2 separate regions of the Mus musculus genome follow, and region 1 is linked to region 2. The links are chromatin contacts, called in public targeted proximity ligation maps. All regions are on one chromosome and are shown on one strand. The core of a region is the stretch at or near the end of the contact, and the rest is flanking DNA. Distances in the headings are between cores, read along the strand shown.

Region 1 (2,763 bases), core at 21-2,520, 560 kb before region 2:
AATTAGAATTACATGTGATAGGTATGTGTTTAGTCTGAAGCAACTGAATATGTAGTTCTGCTTTCATAATGTATGAAAAACTAAAATTTAAGTCACATCTAGAAATACATAAAATATTTTTAAACTTTATAATAAAGAATTTACAAACTAATTTTTAGTAGCTGATAATACAGGATCCCACAGTCTATTTACATAAAAGCCCGTTTTTATTCAATTTACAAAAGCAATAAATAAGAAACTACATTAATTTGCACAAAACCTGTTCCGCCTCATGATCAGTGGGATGACCACTACTTTACAGCTGGGCCAACAAACCTGTCTTCCTCTATGACAACTGCTCATTTTGGAAAGAAGAAAAAGTCTTGTCTTTATTCCAAGAGTGAGTATAGTCATGCAGAATCCAGCGTAAAACCTTACACATTATAATACACGCATTAAAAATATGGACAGTGCCTTTGAGTATATTTACATGAATATTCACAAAAAGATACAGTTCTTTGATACAAAATTTAGTGGTGTCAGCATAATTGATAAGAACCCCCTCACCCTCTGCCCACATTGATCTAGTAGGAAATTAAGCTTGCTAAAACAGGCACATTAACTCACAGGTAAATAGCTTCCGTCATTCAGGACTGCTAGTCAACAGAGTACCAAAGCCAAAGGGTCTCTGTCCACTGACCCACACTGTGCAAGAGTAGGATTCAAAGGACCAATCAGAGTCCCGCTGACTCTATACAAGGAAGCAAACAAGTAGCTCAGTTACCTGATGAGCTACAGCACCTTAACACATATTTAAAAGAAAGTTAAAAACAAACAACCCACCCCACAAAAACAAAACCAGTCTAGACACACACTAAACCAGAAAATATATAAGCTGTAAGTAGTGAAAAAGTAAGCTCGCTTGGGGCAAAATAATCCCTCCTGTTAAGAATAATCCCTACAACTACCAATCTGTTGTAAATAAAATCAAAATATTCCATGTGTGCATCTATATACTGTTCACTACTTTCTATTGCAGCTTAAATTTTTCTTATGAAAGATGCTTTGATACCACACTTTTTTTTAAGGAGTCAAAGAGATTTAGAGGAAGAGTTCATTAAATTATAATACTTTACGAAAGAGTTCTGACCCAAGTTCTTTTACCTGTTAAGTCATTCGGCAGGCCACAATGACTCAGTTGCAAGCTGCTGTGACTAATACTGCCCGCTGTGCCGTGCTCACTGCTGTCAGGACACAGAACAGTCATAAGCCCCATCCTGAAGTGGCTCCTCCTCATCCGCCTGTGTTGTGTCCTCTTCTTTCCGGCTGACCACGTTGTTACTCCCAGGCTCACTCTGAGAGATGCTCCCATGGCTGCAAGAGCCTCTGTTCTCCTCTGCCCGGGGACTGGTCTGTTCAGGAGTCTTACCCACTGTTACTGGCTGGAAGGTGTCAGGCTGGACCAGTTCTTCTGTTATCTCACTGAGCTTCTGCAGTTGTGGCTTAATGATGTTTAAAAATGGCTTATATCCAGGGCTGAGTAAAGGGGGAAAAATTAGCTGTCATCTGCTATAATTCAAAAGACTTGATAGAGGGGCTAGCTAAGGAGATGGCTGTTAGTTGATAAAGTGCCTGTTGTGCAGGCACGCGGTCTTGAGTTCGATCCCTAGGACCCACCGACAAAGCTGGTGTGCTGGTGCTGACAAGACACAGATAGGATTTCTGGAGGCATGCTGGACAGCCAGCCAGCCTAGCCCAATCAGTGAGCCCCAGGTCCCAGGGAGAGATCCGTCTTAAACAACAAAGTCAATAGCTCCTGGGAAATGACACCAGAAGCCGACCTTTATCTTTTGCACATGTGCACAAGTACCAATGCAAAGTACCCACAAGCACAACTTGGTTAAGTGCACAATAAGAAACAAGGAACGAAAGACTTTAGACTCTAAGGGATCATTGCAAAGTATCTAACTTAAACTCATTTTGCAATTACAGAAAACCAGATCTAAGGGAAGAAAAGAGCTTCAAATCTATACTTGACTGCTGACAAGGACAGGACCTCACTCCCACCTGCTGCTTCTAACTGGGAGATGCTAGTAGCTGTCATGGAGCCTTGACATTTACATAGACTACATAACCTGTCTTTCTGAATACTTAGCCACAGAACTACCAATCTAAGTTCTAGCCTCATGACCACTTGTATGGCATAAATTTTAAGCCAGCATTATATGTTCACGTTATAAACTAACCAACATTATAAGCTATTCAATGGACAGTACCCATTCAAGAGCCTGAGTACAAATTGGTTAAAGGAAAACTACTTTAAAACATAAGTATGAAAGTATTTTTTAAGTTCCATAAACTTAAAACTGTCCAAATGAGTGAACTTTAAGTTCTTGCTTTTTTGGGACAGGTATCATATGCAGTTCTGGATGACGGGAAGCCTGCTATTTAGATTAGGCTTACCGCAAACCCACAGAGGTCTGCCTGCTTCTGCCTTCCAAGTGCTGGGACTTAAGGGATGTGCTACCTACCTGGCAGTTATAATGGTCCTAATGTGACAAAGCCATCATTCGCCAAAGGATACCATGCTTATTATGGAAAGCAGCATTCACTCACCAGTCTGTAGAGGCCCAGCGGTCCACTGCTTGCAGCCCTGATTTTATGTTCTGTAACATCTCTCCATCCATCTCGGAAGACTGAGCAATCCCAAGAAGCTGACTGACCACTGAGGATTCTCTGAGAATCAGGCCGATGACAACACACCAGTCCAGACATCCCGCCTCC
Region 2 (3,202 bases), core at 178-2,677:
ATTTACTTATTTACTAACTCCTTCTTGTGCAGCAATAACAACGGGAGAGCCACTCATTTGCTTTTTTAAGTACAGGGATGTCTGCCTCACCTTGCCACGGAGACCACGTCTTCTCTCTGAGCAAGCAAACCTACCTTGCTACCCTCTCCATCACCCCCGAAATAATTACTTGGAAACAGCAAGTAGTTCTGAACCAGTCATTTGGCAGCCTTTGAGGGGGCACACATGGTGTTTCCTTTAGAGACACTTTTCTGTTTTCCCGGTGCCCGGCACAAGGAAACCGTATCAGGCGGACAGTGGGCAACGTTTACGGAGCACTTTGTAGTTGGTCTTGTACAGGCAATCCACACACCGTTCTACTCCACACCAATCTCCTGCGTCCATTTTACAGATAAAATAAGACTCAATCGCTTCTCTTCTGCATCCGTTCGTACCTCACTCTCCCTCTCTGTACTTCAGTTTTCAGAGCCCACGCCAGGGCATCACTGCTCCCTCCCACACCTTCTGGTTAGTTGTTGTTTGGTTTTTCAAGACAGGGTTTCTCTGTGTAGCCCATGCTGTCCTGGAACTCGCTCTGTAGATCAGGCTGGCCAGGAATCCTGAGATCTGCCTGCCTCTACCTGGGTGCGGGGTTTAAAGACGTCTATCACTGCTGCCTGCTGGTTTGTTATTGTTTTTATTCACAGTACTGTTTCAAAAAGCCTTACTTCCACCCCTGGACAAACAAGCAAGAAAACAAACGGACAGCAGTAGAAACTCGGGTTTGTTCAGCATAGCATTCTCGGAGGCCTCTAAGTACAGTGGCACACAGTAGGCACTGGGTAGCTCTTCCTGAAATGAATGCATTTCTGAAGGAGCTAGTATGTTTGACCTCTGCGGAAGTTAACGGTGACAGCTACTTTTGGTTCTGAAAGTGGATTCAGGGAGATGAGACACATACTTCACTTGATGAAAGCTTCTGTGAGGAGGGTTCCAGGTCACCCCTGGAGGAGAAGGAAATGGGGTGAAAAGGCAGAGGGAAGAAGGTCAAGGGAGGATTGGTGTGAAAAGGTGGGGAACACCTGGTGAACCAGAGGGGCCGAGGGGACACAACACGGGGGCATGCTGCTTCCTGTTGGGTCTGAGCAGGACAGAACTTGGCTCTTAGAAAAGACTAAGGGTGAAAAAGGTGAACACAGAGGGGGGAAAAAAATGAAATCCAGGCACTCAGAGGTGCCAGCGGGAGACTAGAAGTAGAACGGGGTGCTCAGAGGTTGTCCACTGGGGAGAATGCAGACGGGCGCAGCCTGCAGGCTGGGACCAGGCAGCACAGGGCACGAGGGTCTGGGGATGCCAAGAGGCGCCGGGTGGAGCTCAAGGGAGTGGGGTGCAGGGGCGCGGAGGGGCGGTGCAGCAGCCGGCGGGGCGGCCCCGGTGGCCGTCGCTCACTTCCGGGAGAGCCGGGCGTCCTGGCCACCGCCCGCTTGCAGCTGCCAGCCCTCCAGGGCCGCGGAGCCTGTGAGCGCGCAGGCCAGGCCACAGACCAGCGTCTGCGCAGCTCGGACCACCGCCAGCCACCATGGGGGCGTCGGGGCGGCTGCTGCGCGCCGTGATCATGGGGGCCCCGGGCTCCGGCAAGGGCACCGTGTCGTCACGCATCACCAAACACTTCGAGCTGAAGCACCTCTCCAGCGGGGACCTGCTCCGCCAGAACATGCTGCAGGGCACAGGTGGGAGCTGAGACCGAGGGCTGGCGGCGTGCGATCGTCCCGGCGGGGCTTTGCGGGCCGGGGTCGAGGGTCCTGCGACGCGGGTGCAGCGCTCCCCGACCTCGCCTGGGGAAAGAGCCGTTGCGCCCCGAATCCTCTGGCCTCCGTGGGCAGCTTCGGGTAGATGGGGGAGGGGGAAGGAAAGGACTAGGAAGTTCAAAGACTGAAGGAAAGCCCTTGGCTTTGTTTTTAGAAGCTCATTCGACACAGCTGGCAGCTGCGGTGGGGGTCCAGCCGGGGGGAGCTGTGCCTGTCTCTCCACGTGTCCTTGTATGCAGAAGGCAGGCTTTGGCTCTGCCAGGGCTAGCTTCTTTTTTTTTTTTTTCCCTACACCCCCCCCTCCCGCCCATGGTAAGCTCCGTGGGATCTTGTAATTCTGACCTTTCTCTCTGCAAGGTCAAGTATTACTTATTTTCATTGCAGTCACAAAGTTGGCTTAGATTTTGATGCCCCCAGACATTTCTTAGTCACTAAAGTTGTCCTTGTAACAGTTACATAAACGATTGCTGTGTTTCTCCTTCCAAAGTCTTCTAACTCAGCACAAAAAATCTAGCCAACACTTTACAAAGGGTGGGTTTGTGGTAAGTTCTATTTTAAGAAAAGCATTTTTAAATTTATTTTTTGGGACAGTGTCATTCGATGTATTCAAGGATAACTTTAACTTAAGTTTGACATCCTCCTGTCTCAGCCTCCCTAGTGAGTGCTGGGATTCCAGGCGCCAGCCAACTAACAGCTGTAAACTATTTTTTAAAAGCTTGCACTAGATGTGTTTCTCCACAATAGTGTTGACCTTCAATTTCAAACTAGTGCCTATTTTGAAAATTCATTTGAAGCTTATTTACACAGAAATAATACCTGTTCAAGGTTTTAAAAAAAAGAAAGTAAAGGCCAGGGAGAGGAGGGAAGACAGAAATGTATAAAGTAAAAAGCAAAGTTTTCTCTTAGTCCCTACCTCAGCCCAGAACCTCGGAGAGAAACAGTCTATCTCCTTCTGGAAATGTCTTTGTGTAAAGCTCCTTCTTACAACCTCAGTGTATCAAGTTACCATCTACTTACTCCACATCAGTGTTTTCGCACACTGCATTCAGCCTGCCATCCCATATGGAGACGTTGTCCGGTTCCGCACTGCACTGCTTACCCTGTGTCTGCTGAATCTACCGCGATTTATTTACCTCTCCACTCCCTCCTGGCGGGTGTATAGCTAGTTTCTAGGAAAGGGTGTTTTTTGTTTGTTTAAAAGACACTGATATTCAAGTGTGTGCGTGGGGGTGGGGGTGTGTGAAAACCCACAGTTTTCAGTTTCTTTGGCTCGATCCTCTGCACCCCTCAAGCATGTTTTCGTTTTCTTCTAATGTCGACCTTAAGAAATAATAAAGGCTGCAGTTAATTAAAGTTTATCGAAAGGTTATTTGACTCTTGCTAAATGTTCTTAGTGCAACAGATTGCAATGCGAG

What was found.
Region 1: a contact with region 2 is called in a targeted proximity ligation map of pancreatic cancer cells. A contact is called at or near these places in 2 of 39 promoter capture datasets (liver and neutrophils), 5 of 130 datasets of targeted methods (bone marrow-derived macrophages, embryonic stem cells, large pre-B cells and 2 more) and 1 of 9 other capture datasets (adipose tissue).

What each region holds. Positions count from the first base shown.
Region 1 is chr19:29,602,613-29,605,375 of GRCm38.p6, reverse strand. Ric1 (RAB6A GEF complex partner 1) reads right to left here. Exons shown (of 26, transcript NM_001081319.1): 25 at 2,596-2,763; 26 at 1-1,515. The coding sequence ends at 1,227. Among named protein-coding and RNA genes, the nearest start is that of Ermp1, 44 kb to the left of the region's middle.
Region 2 is chr19:29,046,186-29,049,387 of GRCm38.p6, reverse strand. It overlaps Ak3 (adenylate kinase 3), which reads left to right and starts at 1,427. Exons shown (of 5, transcript NM_021299.2): 1 at 1,427-1,709. The coding sequence starts at 1,559. 1700018L02Rik (RIKEN cDNA 1700018L02 gene) reads right to left here and starts at 1,905. Exons shown (of 1, transcript NR_028360.1): 1 at 659-1,905.